3 separate regions of the Sus scrofa genome follow, and regions 2 and 3 are each linked to region 1. The links are chromatin contacts, called in public HiChIP or PLAC-seq and promoter capture Hi-C maps. All regions are on one chromosome and are shown on one strand. Each heading gives the region's core, a stretch centred on a gene start, on an enhancer-like site or on the middle of the called end of the contact. The rest is flanking DNA. Distances are from core to core; before and after follow the strand shown.

Evidence for each region. Promoter capture Hi-C pulls out the DNA fragments that hold promoters and counts their contacts. HiChIP or PLAC-seq counts read pairs in DNA pulled down with a chosen protein or histone mark.
Region 2: a contact with region 1 is called in a promoter capture Hi-C map of liver, with 5 times the contacts expected there. The contact joins two enhancer-like sites. A contact is called at or near these places in 1 of 5 promoter capture datasets (liver), 4 of 47 Hi-C or Micro-C datasets (embryonic fibroblasts, heart right ventricle, liver and 1 more) and 2 of 2 datasets of contacts at active chromatin or transcription factors (alveolar macrophages and skeletal muscle).
Region 3: an H3K27ac HiChIP or PLAC-seq map of alveolar macrophages shows a contact between it and region 1. The contact joins two enhancer-like sites. A contact is called at or near these places in 2 of 5 promoter capture datasets (fetal liver and liver), 17 of 47 Hi-C or Micro-C datasets (alveolar macrophages, embryonic fibroblasts, fetal heart ventricle and 10 more) and 2 of 2 datasets of contacts at active chromatin or transcription factors (alveolar macrophages and skeletal muscle).

Annotation. Positions count from the first base shown.
Region 1 is chr18:4,968,100-4,970,675 of Sscrofa11.1, forward strand. No RefSeq gene overlaps it. Among named protein-coding and RNA genes, the nearest start is that of CCT8L2, 12 kb to the right of the region's middle. Within about 2 kb of position 1,307, at least 73 of the 83 cell types and tissues checked have an H3K27ac peak or open chromatin away from gene starts, as enhancers often do. A contact at or near this core is called in alveolar macrophages and liver, where this site is marked.
Region 2 is chr18:4,780,677-4,783,252 of Sscrofa11.1, forward strand. No RefSeq gene overlaps it. Among named protein-coding and RNA genes, the nearest start is that of XRCC2, 26 kb to the right of the region's middle. Within about 2 kb of position 1,270, at least 8 of the 83 cell types and tissues checked have an H3K27ac peak or open chromatin away from gene starts, as enhancers often do. A contact at or near this core is called in liver, where this site is marked.
Region 3 is chr18:5,112,450-5,115,025 of Sscrofa11.1, forward strand. The region is part of intron 7 of KMT2C (histone-lysine N-methyltransferase 2C); the gene reads left to right. Among named protein-coding and RNA genes, the nearest start is that of KMT2C, 120 kb to the left of the region's middle. Within about 2 kb of position 1,297, at least 9 of the 83 cell types and tissues checked have an H3K27ac peak or open chromatin away from gene starts, as enhancers often do. A contact at or near this core is called in alveolar macrophages, where this site is marked.

The DNA.
Region 1 (2,576 bases), core at 57-2,556:
GGTCATTGTTGCTTAAAACAATGCCATCACCTTGTTCTGGAGAAAAATTAACATAAATTGAATGGCCAAGTAGTGAAAATTAAACAGAGCATTACTGTCTATTCAATGCAAAAACCCTAAGCAAATTTGCATTGAGAAATATAATGAACGGAATCTGTACATTAACATATCTATTGCTTAATTAGATTGTGCATCAACATCCATTTTGAAGACCTTAACAAGACGGATATGGCTCTATTATGGGTCCATATTGAAAAGAAATGGACTTAGGGTCTAAGCAGTAGAAATACGAGGGCACAAATCCTACATGATGTTGGAGCAAAGTCATAATCCCGGCCTTAGGCTAATGCTGACTTCTGATTGAGGCTTTTATTTCATTTCATTCACTTGGAAACAACTATAGACAACTACGTGCCCAAGCTTAAGCTGGTGGAAGTGTCTGAACTACGACCAGGGCTGGGAAAGAGGGAAAACGGATCCCCCGCCACCCGTCCCGCTGCAGCGACACAAAGCGCGTCCTCCGCCCTCCCAGCCCCGGCCGCCCGTCGGCTAGTGCGGCCTGCCGTTCGCTGCCTGGCGCGAGAGGCCAGGTCCTCTCCCGGGAGAAACAGGTGACCCGGAAGGCCGGGACGCGCCGCGTAGGGCCGGCCCTACTCCGCGTATGTCGTCGGGGCCGGCGCGCGTAACCGCCTGCGCTGCCCACGGCCCCGATCGCCGCCCGCCAGGGGCCCGGACGGGATCCGGAGGGACGGTTCTCGTCCCGGCGGCTCGCGCGGGATCCCTCCGCCGTCCGCGGGTTCTTCCGCGCCAAGTAGTGCGCGGCCGGCCGGCTTCCGCAGACGCGGGCCCGCGGGACCAGTCCACTACTCTCGTGAACGCGCGGCGTGAGGACCGCCGTGGGTGCAGAGAGTTTTCAACTCTGAAGGGCCGTTCGAAAGATACACATTCTCAACTGCGAAGCCGCGGTGGGTCCAGCTGTCATGAAGACAACGTGCGGACGAGCTTCTGGGAGCAGCGTCGGCCGTAGGGCCGGGGAGGCAGGTGTCCCGGCCGCCCGCCCCGCCCCCACCGCCGGCAGGAAGAGGAAGCAGCCGGGCCGGGCCCCGCGGGCCACCCGGCGGGCCTCGCGGGGCGGGGGTGCCCTAGCTCGCGGAGGCGCGTGACCTAGTTCGTCCCGAAGTGGATTTGACAGGTTGTCAGCCGGGCTCCCCGCCCCCATCGCCTTCCGGGTCCGTCTCCCCCGGAGCAGGGCCGAACGGCCGCCAGCTCTCCCTGGCTCAGCCTCCCATTGGTCCTGGCGCCCCGCCTCCGTTCCTGGCCCGGGTTCCCATTGGCTTCGAGCCTTGCGGAGCACCGTCCCCGCCCCTGCTCCTTTCCTATTGGCCCTCGAGCCACCTGGTGCCCCGCCCCGCCCAGACTAATCCTCCCATTGGCCTCGCGCCCGCCTCCCCGTCCCTACCCCACCTCCCCCGCGCGGCCCCTCTCCGGGACCCGAGCCCTGGCAGGCCCCCTCGGCTCGCGGTTCCTGCGGGCGTCCTCAGTTGCCGGCCTTTCTCCGCCCCTTCCCGAGTCCTACTCCTGTCTCTTGCCTCTCCACTCCCAGTATTTGCTTGTCTCCCCTACGTCCATCTCCCCGCCCTGCTTCTGTCGCTCCCGGAGCCTGATCCCCGAGCCCGGCTGCACCCCGCGCCCCCTGCCCCGCCTATTTCTGGGGCTCCCAGTCCAGCGCTGCCCGCACGGTTGCCTGCAGCCCTTTTCCTCCTCTTTGCGTCACTTCGCATTTTCCTTTCTTCCCTGAAATCGCTGCCTTCTCCAGGTTTCCTCCTGGGGTCCAATCCGTGAGGTCTTCACCGCTCCCCCTTTCCCCGCCCCACTCCACCCTTCCACTCCTCCCCTCCTCCCAGCCTTCGCCGCCCTCCTACCCGGTCTCCCTGAACTCAGTAATCCGGAGAGGCAGGGATAAACACGATAAATATCAACGTTAAGATGGTTATGGCTTTGCATTTTTGAAACGGAAAATGAACTGGAACGCCCAGACCAACCCAGCCCTTGGATCGAGATTGAGTTCTTAAAGGACCATGTGAGCCTGTAATGACAAACTTGATTAGCCCAGAAATATAATCAGTTCTTTTTACCTGCGGAATCTACTCTTGCTGTCGATTGTTTATTCAATATTGTTATTCTAACAGTTTAAGTTTTGTGTGTGTCTTTATGCTAGTTTTGTAAACTGCTTTTGACTCTAAGGACAAATTGATCGATAAAGCCGAGGGAGCTAATCCTTACACAAGTCTTTCAGCTTCAAACAGGAGAAACCCTTGATTACTCGCATGAGGAGACTCGGAAACCTTTTCCAGTGCTATTAAATTGGGCGATCTCAAACTTAAACCCCCGTCAGACCCTAGAGGTCCTTTAGGAGACTCCATTATGTGTCATTAATATCTGTGGAAGCATGGCAGACTGCTGTTTGCAGCGTCATTCCGAGCTGTCACAGGGGTTCTTTACAAAAGCTCCTGCAATGGTCTCTCTTTTTTTTGTTGTTTGTTCGGTTTGTTTTTTGTGTTGTTTTGTTTTGTTTT
Region 2 (2,576 bases), core at 20-2,519, 190 kb before region 1:
GAGAGTATGAGCATGAACGGGGGAGTAAAGAGACGAAGTGTTAAATTCTATCAAAGCGGGACCCATTGTACAGGGAAAGGTCCCAGTGCAAAGTGAAAATGTGGGGGCCATGGCGGGGGAAGCATGAAGAATTTCAAGATTGTGTCCGTTCTTTGAGCCAAGCCCGCGGCCATCCTAAGTGGAACCATGTTTGTATACCCTGGTTCCAAGACCACAGGATCCCAACCGTGCCATGTCGGGGGTACCCGTGCTCTGGGAAAACAAGGAGCCCTGTATTCACAAACTCTAGAGCCCAGTTCCCTGGCTCTGAGAACCTCTTAGAATGAAAAAGACACTCCAGAAGAAGGAAAACCTCTTTTTTCCTGCAGAGAATCCTTTAAGGGCGAAGGTGACTTAGCATCTGATGTGCTCCTCTGTCAAGTTTGGAGGCTCCTGTGACACTTTACACTTTGGGGAAAGTGAATGCCGTGATAAGGGGCACAGCTTTCCCACAGCTCCAGCTACCTGCCAGGCTCAGGAAGGGATACAAGTTTGAAGACCTAGTTTGAAGATTGCTTGTGTGGAGTTCCCGTCGTGGCGCAGTGGTTAACGAATCCGACTAGGAACCATGAGGTTGTGGGTTCCATCCCTGGCCTTGCTCAGTGGGTTAAGAATCTGGCATTGCCGTGACCTGTGGTGTAGGTTGCAGATACGGCTCGGATCCGAAGTTGCTGTGGCTTGGCATCCCTAGTAGGCCGGCAGCTACAGCTCCGATTAAAACCCTAGCTTGGGAACCTCCATATGCTGTGGGAAGCGGCCCTAGGAAAGGCAAAAAGACTAAATAAAAAATTAAAAAATGAATCTTGGTCGTGAAAAGTCTGAAGCTTCTTGTTTGGGATCTATCTTGTGATTAAGCTCTTCAGTCTTCAGGCTTCTGCTGGCCAGTAAATACACACTCAATACCCCTCCAAATCCTCTCTCTCCAGCCCGCCTTTCTTCCTGTCTGCGAAGGTGAGGCACTACCTGTATTAGACGCTAGGAGGCAATGTTGCCTAGTTATCTGCGTGAGGCTACAGTTCAAGGTTTGGGTTTTTTTTTTGTTTTTTTGTTTTTTTCTATCTCGATCCCACTTAGCAGCGGACTTCGAACCCTTGTTGTAAGGAGATGAGGAGGTCACTTAATTGTCTATTTCACAGCAATTTAATTATGATAACTTTATGAGCGGCACTGCAAAACACAAAAACGCAAAGGTGCTTTTAAAAGAGGCGCCATTATTATCTCGATTACATAAACCATTCGACCTAAAAGCACGGGGTCAACTCCTGGTTTCCAGGCCGGCTGAGGTTCTAGTGAACGACCATATGGAACTGAAGCAGAGCTAGGATTCCCCCGCCCAGGTACCCTGGGAATGCGATATAGCTCAAGGACTGGCTTTGTGATTCTTATGGCCTGAGGCTTAACAGATTTCCTTTGTTGGCAAAATAAAGTGGAAATGATACTTCTAATAGTATAACTTTCAAAGCTATGTTTCCACCCCCATCGGGCCGCTAATCCCTCCCACGGCACTTCCTGATGAAGCCAGCTGCGGGAGACGCACCAAGTTCTCAGGATGCGCACGGAAACAGACACACACATTGCCTTCCACCTTCTCGGAGGCTCTCCAGCCAGAAAATTCATGGAGTTCCCACTGTGGCTCAGCGAGTTAAGAACCCGACGAGGCCCTTGAGAAAGGCCTTTTGATCGGAGGAAACAGAACCATAGAAAGAGCACCGGGCAGTGAAGGGAAGTCCCCTGGGGACAGTCTACAGAGATGAATTGGAGCATGTTGTATGTAAAAGACATCAAATGTGGCATTTAGCATGTGCAAATCAAGAACCAGTTAAGATTTTTTTTTTTGTCTTTTTGGGGGCAGGGCGGGCGGGCAGCATATGGTGATTCCCAGGCTAGGGGTGGAATCGGAGGTACAGCTGCTGGTCTACACCACAGCCACAGCAATGCTAGAACCTTAACCCACTGAGCGAGGCCAGGGATTGAACCCGAAACCTCATGATTCCTAGTCAGATTTGTTTCCGCCCCACCACAACGGGAACTCCAAAAGCCAGTTCAGATTTTTAGAACAGAACTCTTCAATACCTGCCCTTTTTTTTTTTCATTTTTTTATTACTCAATGAATGTAGCACATTTATAGTTGTACAATGATCATCACAGCATTTCCATCCCAAACCCCCAGCGCATCCCCCCACCCCCCAAACTGTCTCCTTTGGAAACCGTAAGTTTTTCAAAGTCTGTGAGTCAGTATCTGTTCTGCAAACATTCTGTTCTTTTTAAGATTCCACATGTAAGTGATAGCATTTGACATTGGTGTCTCATTGTATGGCTGACTTCACTTAACATGATAATTTCTAGGTCCATCCATGTTACTAAAAATGCTGGTATTTCGTTCATTTTAATGGCTGAGTAATATTCCATTGTGTATATGTACCACATCTTCTGGATCCACTCCTCTGTCGATGGACATTTAGGTTGTTTCCATGTCTTGGCTGTTGCAAACAGTGCTGCAGTGAACATCAGAGTACATGTGTCTTTGCGAGTCATGG
Region 3 (2,576 bases), core at 47-2,546, 140 kb after region 1:
CGTCTCTGTCTTCTTTCCAGATAGTAGTGCCATTCTGAATGGGGTCGTTTTCTCTTTTGATCATTCCCCAATAAATGTGTAGCCTAACTGAGTGGCCCTGAAGGTCATCCATGGAGTCGTTCATAGTTAGGAGAAAGAAGTCACGAGTCAGTGCCAGTGTGAAGGGAGGTCACCGGTGTGGTCAGCTTCGATCCAAGTTTATGAATTTATAATTGTCCAAAACCCCCTCTGGAGTCGGGTGAATCTTTAGAGTTCTCCTCACGTGCTGGGGGTAGAGTAGTGTGACGGGGAAGATCTTGGCTATTTCCAGAGGTTCCCCAGGGGCAGCGTTTGTAAAAGTGCTGAGGACTTAGAACAGGCTTTTGTTTTCCCAAAGGACAGATGTCAGAACGCTCTTGGCTTTGTTAGGAGGACACGTGGCCGAATGTATTAGGATATATCCCACCTCTCTTTTCAAAGAAAATAAACATTTCATCTTCAAGATAAAGGGGACATTCAAGATAAACAATGATGGTGTAAAAGACTTTTCAAGGAAACGTGCTGGGGGTTGAACATTTTGAAAATAGTTGTTTGGAACTATTTATATTATATTTTATTGCCAGAAGCAATGAAAGTTTGTAAAGAAACAAACAACAAAAATATTTTCACATTTGTTGCCGTAAATCTTAGCATTTCCTGATCTGTCTAAAATATTCTGAGAGTTCTTTGTTTTAAACTCATTTATTGAAAATTAATACTTTTGACTATGGCAGGTGACAGTCTACTGGCTAAATTTTTGATACTTTTGGTTGGGATTGAAAAATGGTTGTAGAAATATGTGCTTCTGTTTAGATCTTATTTTGTGCGAATGATTTTTTTTTTTTTTTTTTTTTTTTTACAAAAAGCTGTGACAGATACTGAAATAAATTGAAGCTGGAATAGGACTGTTCATTCTAACAAGATGGAAAAGAACAAGATAATAAAGCCTGGCGGCAGCAAGGGGAGGGATCTCCATATTCCCTCAACTTTTGGGTTGTTTACCTCTTTATGTACACATTTGAGCATGTGTCCTTAGTATACATTATTATTTTATTGGATACGTATCTCTCCTTTATGGCACTTGCGTTGTTTCTGTATTCATTATTATGGGTCTCCCAGCCAGGGCTATAGGCCTCGTGAGGGCATGGATCCTGTCTATGTTGGCTTGTGATTTGACCTCTGGTGCCTGACAAACTGCCTGGCACACACTGGAGTCGTTTCTGTGAATGGACCGTCCCAGTAGAGGGCAGTACGGAATGCTTGGGCTCCAGTGGACAGGAGTGCGCTGCTGGCACCTAGTGGCCGCTCCTGGACACGCGCTGCTCGGGACTGTCCGCCGCTCAGGGCCAGCACCGCTGAGGTCGACCGTCCTGTTCCTCCCATTCAGAAACCAGAACATGTACTGTATTTCCGCAGGGGTTAAGTGCCAGTCGTTATCAAGCCGTTCCGTTTTTCTGGGCTTTCCCTCGGGTTGTTTCTCAGTTTTTCCAGGGGGAGTTTGTCTTTTGGTAGATTGAAGAGTACACTCAGGGTGAACCTGTGTTTCAGGAAAGGTAACAGTGTTTCTCTCTTGCGCCTTTGGGGGTGCTGCCAACCCCTTGGAAATCTGGGTAATTTGACTGTTACCAAGAGAATACTTAAATCGTGAATTTACAAATGTTTGATCATTTATTTACCTAAAGCTCCTCTTTCTGGCACTTTGCTCATTGCCCCCCAAAGAAATAACCTCTAAAACTTCCCATATATATTTCTGTTCTTTTAACTCGTTCTGAATGAAATGTTCAGTCTTACTTTAAAAGTGAAACATGAAAACATTACTTACAGTGTCTGCCACTTCGGATGGTTAATTTCTTGTGTTTCCTTCTCCCTCATCCCAGGCTGCAACCCCATTGTTCAGTTCTGTGGTAATATTCTGCTCTCGCGCCACTTGTTTTTGTGTAAAAGCCAACTTAGTTCTGCAAGAGAGTTGTGTGTTTTTTTTTTTAAATATTTTGGGTTCTTTTCATTGACTGAAAAAGAGAAGAAAATAGCTTTTCTATGATAAGGTTGGAGTACACATCAGGCATATAGATAAGCGATGGAATGTCAGAGTAATTTCTGTTTAAAAAGATTAACAATGTACAGCCAAAGTCTCTCTCCACACCTGTCCTCTAACCAACGAGAAGTAGTTTTGTGGGTTATTTGGGTGCTTTTTAAGGGCCACACCCACGGCATATGGAGGTTCCCAGGCTAGGGGTCTAACTGGAGCTACAGCGGCCAGCCTACACCACAGCCACAGCCACACCAGATCTGAGCTGCATCTGCGACCTACACCACAGCTCATGGCAATGCCAGATTCATAACCCACTGAGGGAGGCCAGGGATTGAACCCGCAACCTCATGGTTCCTGGTGGGATTTGTTTCCACTGTGCCACGAAGGGAACTCCAACTGAAAGTAGTTTTATAAGGTCACTTAAGATGTGGTTTGTATCTTTATGTAAGATGATCTCCACGTACCTTTCTTAGGAATACTGTGTTGTTGTTTTTATATATAATCCTCGTGCTTCACAGTGAAAACC